Regions from separate parts of the Mus musculus genome. Here all the other regions are linked to region 2. The links are chromatin contacts, called in public HiChIP or PLAC-seq and promoter capture Hi-C maps. All regions are on one chromosome and are shown on one strand. The core of a region is the stretch at or near the end of the contact, and the rest is flanking DNA. Distances in the headings are between cores, read along the strand shown. Region 1 overlaps Trdn (triadin). Region 2 holds the start of Tpd52l1 (tumor protein D52-like 1). Region 3 overlaps Nkain2 (Na+/K+ transporting ATPase interacting 2).

Region 1 (3,078 bases), core at 285-2,784, 1.9 Mb after region 2:
ACAAAAAAAGAAAATCAGGGAAATAACACCTTTCACAATAGCCTTGAATAATATAAAGTTTCTTGGGAGTATCTCTAAACAAACAAGTAAAAGACTTGTATGATGAAAACACTTCAAGTCTCTGTGAAATAAATGAAAGAAGATATCTGCAGATAGAAGGATCTCAAGTCCTCAAATTGTCATCATACCAGAAGCAATCTACAGTTTCATTGAAATTCTTATTAAAATTCTAACAAAATTTTCACAAATCATGGAAATTTTTAGGTTCACATGAAAACACAAAAACCCCATATACCTAAAACAATACTGAATAATAAAAGAACTATGGGAGGCATTACCATCTCTAATTTCAAATTACACTAAAAAGCATGCTTTAAAAAAGGTGTAATAGCAGGAAATCAGACACACTGATAAGTGGAACTGAATGCAAGACCCAGATGGAAATCCATATACCAATGGACACCTCATTTTTCATATGAAGGCCATATACATTCTGGAAGGAAGGAGTATATTCAATGAATAATGATGGCCAACCTGGATGGTTGCATATAAATGAACTCTAAATGGATAAAAGACATAAATCCATATACACTCAATCTAATAGATGAAAAAAATGGGAACAAGCTTTGAGCTCACTGGCACAGAAGAACAGAACTTTTTTTTTTAAATTTTTTTAGCAGAATAGGTTTGCATAGATACTAAGATAATCAATTATTAAATAGACCTCGTGAAACTTAGAAGAATCCACATGGCAAAGGATGTATCAATTGGACAAAGCAGCAGTCTAGAAAATGGAAAATGATTTTCACCAAATACACATCTGATAGTAGGTAACATCCAAAACATATAAAGCACACAAGAAGCTACATTTAAAGAAAGTAGCCCTATTATAAAATGAAGAACAACTCTAAACAAAATTCTCAATAGAGGAAACTTAAAATATCTAAGAAACACTTTTTAAAATGGTCTTGTGAAGATTCCATGCCCCAGTATAGGATAATGCCAGCCAGTGGGAGTGGGTGGGTGGGGAGCAGGGGAGGGGGGAGGGTATAGGGGAATTTCAGAGAGGAAACTAAGAAAGGGGATAGCATTTAAAATGTAAACCAAGAAACATTGCTGGAGACTTACCCCTTTTTTGGGTCTCCTATCTTCATGGAACGGGTCTCTAGTTTCAGGTGGGCAAGGAATCAGCGAATGACAACCAAATACTACATGAGAGAACGTGTTGAATTTGAGTGTAATTTTTCAAATCGAGCATCAAATTTTTTATACAGAAGAGTAACAAGAAACAAGGAGAGACTCATCAGCTGAGTTACAGTGACACAATACAAAAGGAATGTAAACATCAAAAGATGGCTGGGGCCAGGTCCTATTTACCACTAAGTAAATGCTAGTCTATTGTTAAGCCCACCACCAGGGGTTCTTAGTAAATGCCTGATTTATGCTGTTTCTTTGGGCCTAGGGAAGAAATCTGTCCCAGGGGGATTCCCTAACTCTTTTATGGTAAACCTACCCATTCACTAGGCCATTGTGTATTCCTTTGTTTGGGTGAGACTGGCTACTGTCCTAAGTACTCACTCTGCAGACTAGCCCTGAGATATTCTAGCTCAGTTCTTTGTAATGCCTAATTAGTTTCACTGTCTCTACTAGAAGTAAATTTGAATGTTACTGAATAGGCAACATTCTTACTGAATTCCTACTGAATTCCAAGCTCATGAGCTTCAAGGATTTTCTAGTACATTGAACACTGGTGGACCCTTACCTATGTCAGAATTCTTTCTTTGAAGGCATTTATAATAAAACAATACTGAAAGAGAGCATGTGGATCCATATACCAGAGTAACGTGGGGATAGGGTATGAGTATATGGGTTATGAGAATGCCAAGGTTCCAGGAGGTTGAGTTTCCTTGAAACTCTTTGCCTGGTGAGTGCTTCCAGGCCTCTCGACCTGTCAAACAGACTTCACTGGAGTGGATGTAGCAAAACATCTAATTAAAAAAAGAGTAAAACAATGGTCAACTTCTATTTTCTCAGGGAAAAGCAAATCAAAAGCACTTTGAATATTCATCTCACATAATGAGAATGGCTAAAATTAACAAAAAACAGTGACAGCTCATTCTGGATAGAATGTGGTATAAGAGGAACACTCATCCTTTGCTGGTGGGAGTGCAAAGTTGTACACCACACCCACTATGAAAATTAGTATGGTGATTCCTCAGAAAGATGGGAATTAATCTACCTCAAGATTCACCTATACGACTCTTGTGGTAGCTGCTTCATCCTACCATAGAGACACTTGTACAACCATGTTGATTGCTGCTCTATTCACAATAACCAGAATTTGCAAATAAGCTAGATGTCACTCAACAGAGGAATGAATAAAAAAATAATATATTTGCACAATTGAGTATTGCTAAAAAAATTACATCATGAAATCTGTAGGCAAATGGATGGAACCAGATGGAAAACTTCCAGAGTGAGGTATACCAGACTCGAAAAGATGAATGTCATATGCATTCACTTATGTGAAGATAATGGCTGCCAATTTAATAATATTCAATCTACAATCTGTAGAATAACAGGATAGATATAGAGAAAGAAAGTAAAGGGAACAGATAGGAAAATAAAACAGATAATTATGGATGAACGGAGACTAGACTAGGAGGATCAAATGGGGAGGATATGAGTTGTATGGAATACAGGGAGAGACAGCTAAAAGGTATCTATTGAGGGGTAGTGTGGAGGCTTAATTCATTAGAAGCTTTCTAAAATATATACACATGAAGCAAATATAAATGCGATCACCAAATAATGGAGGAGAATGATTCTCAACTGGACATTTCTTGTCACCAAATGAAACTTCCAGTACTGGGATTGGGTTACATCTAATTAAGTTGTTGGCCAAAGAGTCTCAACATGAATCCCCCAAACTCAGAATGTTGCCAAGTTTATAGATTGCTCTATACAAACTGAAAGTGCTCATTGTTTAAGATAATACCCAGACAACTCATTAAGCATAAAGATGTTGAGGTGATGCCTACATAAATCTCTATCTCCTACTTCCCATTGTCTTTGGTA
Region 2 (3,160 bases), core at 634-3,133:
TCATCTTCAGGATCTGGGCAGTCTCCTCATCCTCCACAGACTCCCTCTCACCCCCAACGCATGTTTGACCATGTGGCCTGCCTCAATGAACTTTTCTTAGTCCAGAAGGGTTTTTGCAGAATCCCTCTTACTCCTTCCTAATGCTTCTTTGAGTGACCCTGCATCCACTGACCCGCACACTGCCCACACATCTATCTGGACTTGTTCACCATTTTGGGTTTTGGGGTTGAGCCTAACTCCAGGGTCTGGAACTGCTTAGTTAATTGCACACTCCTTTCCTATTAAGCTGCAGCTTCCAGGCGGGACCTTGGCTGATACGACCAAAGAGGAGTACGGTTCATGCTGTTCAGACTATTGTGATCCTGGCAGCAAACCAACTGAGTGGCTCTAGTCCTATACACTGCCCAAACTGCCCTCATTCGAGCTGCTTTTGCCCTTAGAATGCATGAGGTCGTGAATCTCTTTACTTCATTTGAAGAAAAAAAAAAGCATTATGTATTTAAAAGGGCACCACAAAATTCCTCAGTGCGAGGAAAGGTGGTCATGATGGCATTAATGCAAACCATTCCTTCTGAGTGCTGCTTCCAAAGTGAATTTCCGAGAGCTTTCGTCCTCCCTGTCCCTCACTCCACATAAGACCATCTCTGGGCTGATGAGATGGCTCGGCAGGTAAAGGGCCTGCTCTAAACTGACTGCTCTTCCGAAGGTCCTGAGTTCAAATCCCAGCAACCACATGGTGGCTCACAACCATCCATAATGAGATCTGACACCTTCTTCTGGTGTGTCTGAAGTCAGCTACAGTGAACTTAGGTATAATAATAATAATAATAATAATAATAATAATAATAATAATAATAATAAAGGCAATCTCTGATCCTTTCTAAGATCCCTTTACTCTTATTTTGAATGATCCTAGAGTTCTCTGGATTCCTCCAGCGAACACCCTGAGCACGGAGAGCAGGTGACCAACCCTCAATTAAGGCAGGCACTGGGTGCGGCTGGGGTGGGGGGTGAGGTGGGGTGGGGTGGGAAAGCGACTCTTCTAAGAACACGAAAAACTGGGATAGGGTTATCAATCTGGATGTCGGGGGCGGGGTTGGGGGTTGGGGGGAAATGTGAAGCTCTCTTGCCTTTGAAGGCCAATCCTCCCACGCTGCAGCCCTCGAATAGCAGGGACACTGAGTCTCCACAAAACCACCACCTCTCGGGTCCGCGTCACCCCCGCCCGCATTTGTGAACTGCAAGAGGTGAGCCCCAAGGCCGGAGTCCAGAAGATCCGGCTCTCCCCACGCCTCCCCGGGAAGAACAGCGCAGACATCCGGAGCCTGAACAACAGGTCCTTTGAACACCTTCCAGGACGAGGAAGTATGGCCCACTGACTGCTGGAAGGGATAGTGCAGACAAGGACACAATCCCTGCAGACCCGCTACTCTGTTTTCAGTCCTCAGCCCTTCCCTGGTCCCCAGCCCCACCGCAAAATCTGAGTCAAGCAAAGGATCCCGAAGGCGCGCGTAGGCGCAGAGTTCCGTCTGCGTAGGATGTCCCTGTCTGTCCCGGAGTAAAGTTAGGTACTGAAGGAAAATAGTCTCTCTGTACATCTGAGGACCAGACCTCGGGGGCGACCGGCGACCACCCACCTTGTGCCTGCGCCTCCATGGTGGCCGGTTTGGAGCTGAGCACCGCGGAGAACACGCGGACTCCTCGCAGAGCAGCAGATGGTAGCGATTCCCGAGCTCGGAAGACAGCTAGCCCCGCCGCCCGTGCCCTCTCCCGGCGCGCGTGTCGCGAGCATTCGTGGAGGGGGCGGGGTACTGGCGGCGGCCACCACTGGCCGCTGCTGGTTACCTCCGCCCCTTCCAATCCACCTAGGCTACACAGCGCAACCGAGAACGCCAGGTCGGGCGCCACCTGCCGGCCGCTCTGCGCACCCAGTGGGAGGCTTCCCCTCCAGCACACAAACGCGCAGACAACCAACACCATAGCCCAGAAGCCCACAAGACACAAATGCCTTGGCAGGAAGGAGGTAGGGAGCGCAGGGGTACAATGCTGAGCCATTGGTCCTGGTGGAGACAGTCAGGTTAGGTTCCTGGGCGCCCCAGTACCATATTCTTTTTGTCAACTGACCATTATATAACTTTGTTATATGCCCATTTATAGAACCCTTACTTAATGTAATTGGCTCATTTAACATTGAGCATACAGTGCTCGGACAAAAACACAGTTTATTAAGGTTATGTAATGTGTATACTTCTTCTATAAAGTTCATCACACTATATTGCACTTAGGGTGTTGGGCATGAATCTAGTTTGAAACGAAACTGGGCAGTGCTGGCGTGGGGGGTAGGGGCTGCAATATTTTGAGATTTTTGTTTACTCCAACAGGCAGAAGAAAAACTGAGTTTGGTGTTACAAGCAAATCCGAGTGAAAAGTGACAAAGGAACATGGAGCCTAAGACACATTAATAGGACATGTGTCTTGTTATCCCGAGCCTGTAGGCTGTGTCACTAGATTGGTGTAGGAGTCCTTTTCAGAGAAGACTAAAACTTCAGTCCTGTGTCAAGGCTTGTCTGCTGGTGTAACTGGAAAGCTAACAGTATGAATGGGCGCTCACACGTCACCCCCACCAGTCTCTACGTACTTCCTTTTCCTCAGCGTCTCACAAACTTCATGAAACAGTCTAGCATTTTCTTATGCTTGGTGTTACATAATTTGCAATTTTGCGTGAAAGGGTGTCATTCTCTTTCTCTATAAAATAGATGGGGGAGTCTGGTGAGATTGAAGGTGTTTATTATATTAAATCTCCTGTAATTTCTGCCAAAGAGCCTCAAGTAGATTTACACTCAGGAAAGATAGTGATTAATCAATCAAAAAGTCGTATTTTTACCACACCCAAGTTACTCTCAAAGTTACAGGATAAAATACAAAAATGGGTGTCCTTTCCCTTGAAAGAAAGAATACTGGTGGTTTTGTGGCATGCACACGAGCATGCCAGTGGTTTGGGTTGGGTGGTTTGTCTGTTTGTTTTTCTCAGTTTTGTGTTGAAGATCTCATAGGTATGTAATCAATTTCATGACATTTACCCTATAATGACTTTTAGTGAAAGTTACCAGGCAGGTACAAAGTGGCTACTGGATGATGAAATCACTTTTAGAGTCTATTC
Region 3 (3,042 bases), core at 21-2,520, 1.2 Mb after region 2:
ACATTTAGAAAATACATTTATAACGGCTCTGCCTACAGAGAAGTATATGTAATTAAACTAGAAAATATGTTCCACTCCAATAATGTTACTATTAGAAATTCTGGACCAGCCATTAGAATATGAAAAGCAGCAGTTAGACTCATTTTTGTAGGAGGGCTATACATTTGGTCTCATCATCTCTGTTACTATGACAACCTGCCAGCCTTCATGACCCCACTGAATTGCCAACAATGTCTCAGAATAGTCTGTTAATAATTCAAAGGCCTTTCTTTCCTTTGGTCAGATGTTGTTCTCTTAGTGAGCACAGAGGTTACTTATCAGCAATCTGCTCATCAGTTCCTCCCTTTCCATGCTCCAGTTATGTTTTAACCTTTGTTAACCAATTCTTAGAATTTTCTGATTTGGATACTTCTTAAAAGAGCACATTTTTATAATGGTGAGATACAGTTGAAGTCCAAGAGCTCTAAGCAGTCACTTAAAGCAATCTACTAAACTACTTAAATATTCGTTTAGTTTTTTTTTTAAAGTCCCTAAATATGGTAACTGATAAGAGGTGAGCAAAATTATAGAAATACAGATAATAGGTATTTATATTTTAATAATCATTCAAGATAGTTTAAGGCTTCAGTGAAGCACATTTAACTCTACATAAAGGATACAGACTATTTTACAGAGTTGAGTTGCATGTTCTGCAATATATGTATTACATGAAAATCTTAATTTCTACTACTTAGCTAGCAAAGAAGCATATATATGTAATATCTCCTTAATAAGCCTTTCTCATGAATAAAGGTGAGAGTTCTATGGGATGCAGGAGTATGTATATCACTGCTAGACTGCACACAGTTGCTGCATAAAATGTTTAGTTTAGATACCTTTGATTCCTTTGAAGTGTTTTTGAACTTGTTTTTCATAAAAATAAAGCAACCTTGTCTCCATGAATGTAAAAAAAAAAAAATTCTTCTCAATTAATAGAACCAGATAACAAGGTTTTCCTGTATTCTTGTGTCTAATTGTTTCAGTAATTTTTGATACTTTTATTTTATCTTTTATTTTGATAATTTTATTTTATATTATATATATTTTTTGTGTGCATCATTTGCCTTTGCATTCTTTGTACCATTACTAACACAGAGATACCTGCTCGCTTTTCTTTGACTCAGCATTTTATAAGACAGGCAGGAAAGCCAACAATAAGTAAAGTACTTTGCATCACTGTGAGCCTGTGGGCCCGGGGCTGCTAACCAATGCTACTTCACTGATTTCTTTTCCTAAAGAGGAAAGTCACAGGTAAATTATCATATGTAAAAATCCTGCAAGAGCCAAAACCCACATCCTGAAATAAAGCAATGCGGTACTATTGATCTGTAAACTTCTGCATTTTAAATAATAACAGAACAGTACAAGACCAGTCAGATGTAAATTTCAGGGGAAAATCCTGCCTCTAAATGTTCTATTTTAAGTATCTGTCTTTTAAAGAGGAAAATTACCAGGTTAAAATGTATTCTTTTCTTTCTTTTCTTTTTTTTTATATTTTTTATTAGGTATTTTCCTCATTTACATTTCCAATGCTATCCCAAAAGTCCCCCATACCCTCCTGCTCCCCCCACCTTCCCACTCCCCCTTTTTGGCCCTGGCATTCCCCTGTACTGGGGCATATAAAGTTTACGTGTCCAATGGGCCTCTCTTTCCATTGATGGCCAACTAGGCCATCTTTTGATACATATGCAGCTAGAGTCAAGAGATCCGGGGTACTGGTTAGTTCATATTGTTGTTCCACCTATAGGGTTGCAGATCCCTTTAGCTCCTTGGGTACTTTCTCTAGCTCCTCCATTGGGAGCCCTGTGATCCATCCAATAGCTGACCATGAGCAACCACTTCTGTGTTTGCTAGGCCCTGGCATAGTCTCACAAGAGACAGCTACATTCTTTTAGGCCAAGAAGTTTGGATGGCCTGGGAATGGGAAGGGGCTGATCTTACTTATGTAACTGGGTTTTGTTTGTTTGTGTTTTTTTATATACACACCTGCATATGTGATGTAATGTCAGAATTTTTCTAGAGTTCGAGGGATATTTACTGTGACAATACTTTATCCTAAGACATACCTAAGTTTCTTCTTGCATATCTCAGATTATCAACACTTACTGGATGTATTAACTGTATCAAGAAGTAGTAATTATGTCAAACTCTTCATTTCAGCTATAGAGAGAAGAGGGGAGGAGTAAAAGGGTGCTAATGACTTGGACAAAGGAACTATACCAACAAAGGACCTTGGTATAAAACTAAAAGTTACTTCCCCCTATTTTAGATCTTCTACATAAAAAGCTATGAAACACTCTAGCCTAGAAGTAGGTTATAATTTAAGATTACTTGAACAATGCAATTAAAACTATGTATTCTGTAGAAATAACTGAGTTGAAATTTGAATTTCCTTCTTTTCTCCATTTATTTGACTGTTGTCTAAAGGGAATGTATATCCTTTAAAAAGTACATTATGATCTAAAACATGCCTTCCTTAAAATTGGTACTTTAGGTTCAAAATAGTAAATGAGACTAAATATACAGCATATCAATTTATACTTATATATGTATATCTCAGATAATTTATCAGGTATTAATTTTGCTTATTTTCCTCTACTTAATTTTATTTTAAACATGTATACTACAGTATGTGAAGACCTATATAGTACTGACTTACCAGTGTTTAGCAGATATGCTGACCTATAATTTACTGTCCAGATATGTTAATTTTTATAGCACCTTTTTTTGAAGCCATTCAATAATTGTAAAACCCAAGAGACCTTGGTGTATAAACTACATCCAGTAAGCTTTCTAACAGGAGACATAACAAGTTTGATGCAATGTACATGTTAATATTTGACCTTCCCAAGTGAGAAAAATACAGTGTAGAGATGAAAACAAAAATGACAAAGCTAAATTTCAAAAAATGAGAATCTATTTTCTCATGTATATATCTGAACATTTAAAATCTTGTTTATTTTGTCATGAAAATGTTAAGTTCAGGACACCTTGAGTTCATTG

What was found. Promoter capture Hi-C pulls out the DNA fragments that hold promoters and counts their contacts. HiChIP or PLAC-seq counts read pairs in DNA pulled down with a chosen protein or histone mark.
Region 1: a promoter capture Hi-C map of stem cell-derived epiblast-like cells shows a contact between it and region 2, with 3 times the contacts expected there. The contact joins the enhancer-like site here to the promoter of Tpd52l1 in region 2. A contact is called at or near these places in 6 of 39 promoter capture datasets (the 3T3-L1 cell line, embryonic stem cells, hippocampal neurons and 3 more) and 1 of 115 datasets of contacts at active chromatin or transcription factors (epiblast stem cells).
Region 3: a contact with region 2 is called in an H3K27ac HiChIP or PLAC-seq map of embryonic stem cells, with 5 times the contacts expected there. The contact joins the enhancer-like site here to the promoter of Tpd52l1 in region 2. A contact is called at or near these places in 7 of 39 promoter capture datasets (the 3T3-L1 cell line, embryonic stem cells, hippocampal neurons and 3 more) and 1 of 115 datasets of contacts at active chromatin or transcription factors (embryonic stem cells).

Annotation. Positions count from the first base shown.
Region 1 is chr10:33,374,262-33,377,339 of GRCm38.p6, forward strand. The region is part of intron 21 of Trdn (triadin); the gene reads left to right. Among named protein-coding and RNA genes, the nearest start is that of D830005E20Rik, 120 kb to the left of the region's middle. Within about 2 kb of position 1,535, at least 13 of the 459 cell types and tissues checked have an H3K27ac peak or open chromatin away from gene starts, as enhancers often do. A contact at or near this core is called in epiblast stem cells and stem cell-derived epiblast-like cells, where this site is marked.
Region 2 is chr10:31,444,075-31,447,234 of GRCm38.p6, forward strand. Tpd52l1 (tumor protein D52-like 1) reads right to left here and starts at 1,884. Exons shown (of 8, transcript NM_001359364.1): 1 at 1,638-1,884. The coding sequence starts at 1,656.
Region 3 is chr10:32,639,136-32,642,177 of GRCm38.p6, forward strand. The region is part of intron 1 of Nkain2 (Na+/K+ transporting ATPase interacting 2); the gene reads right to left. Among named protein-coding and RNA genes, the nearest start is that of Nkain2, 250 kb to the right of the region's middle. Within about 2 kb of position 1,271, at least 5 of the 459 cell types and tissues checked have an H3K27ac peak or open chromatin away from gene starts, as enhancers often do. A contact at or near this core is called in embryonic stem cells, where this site is marked.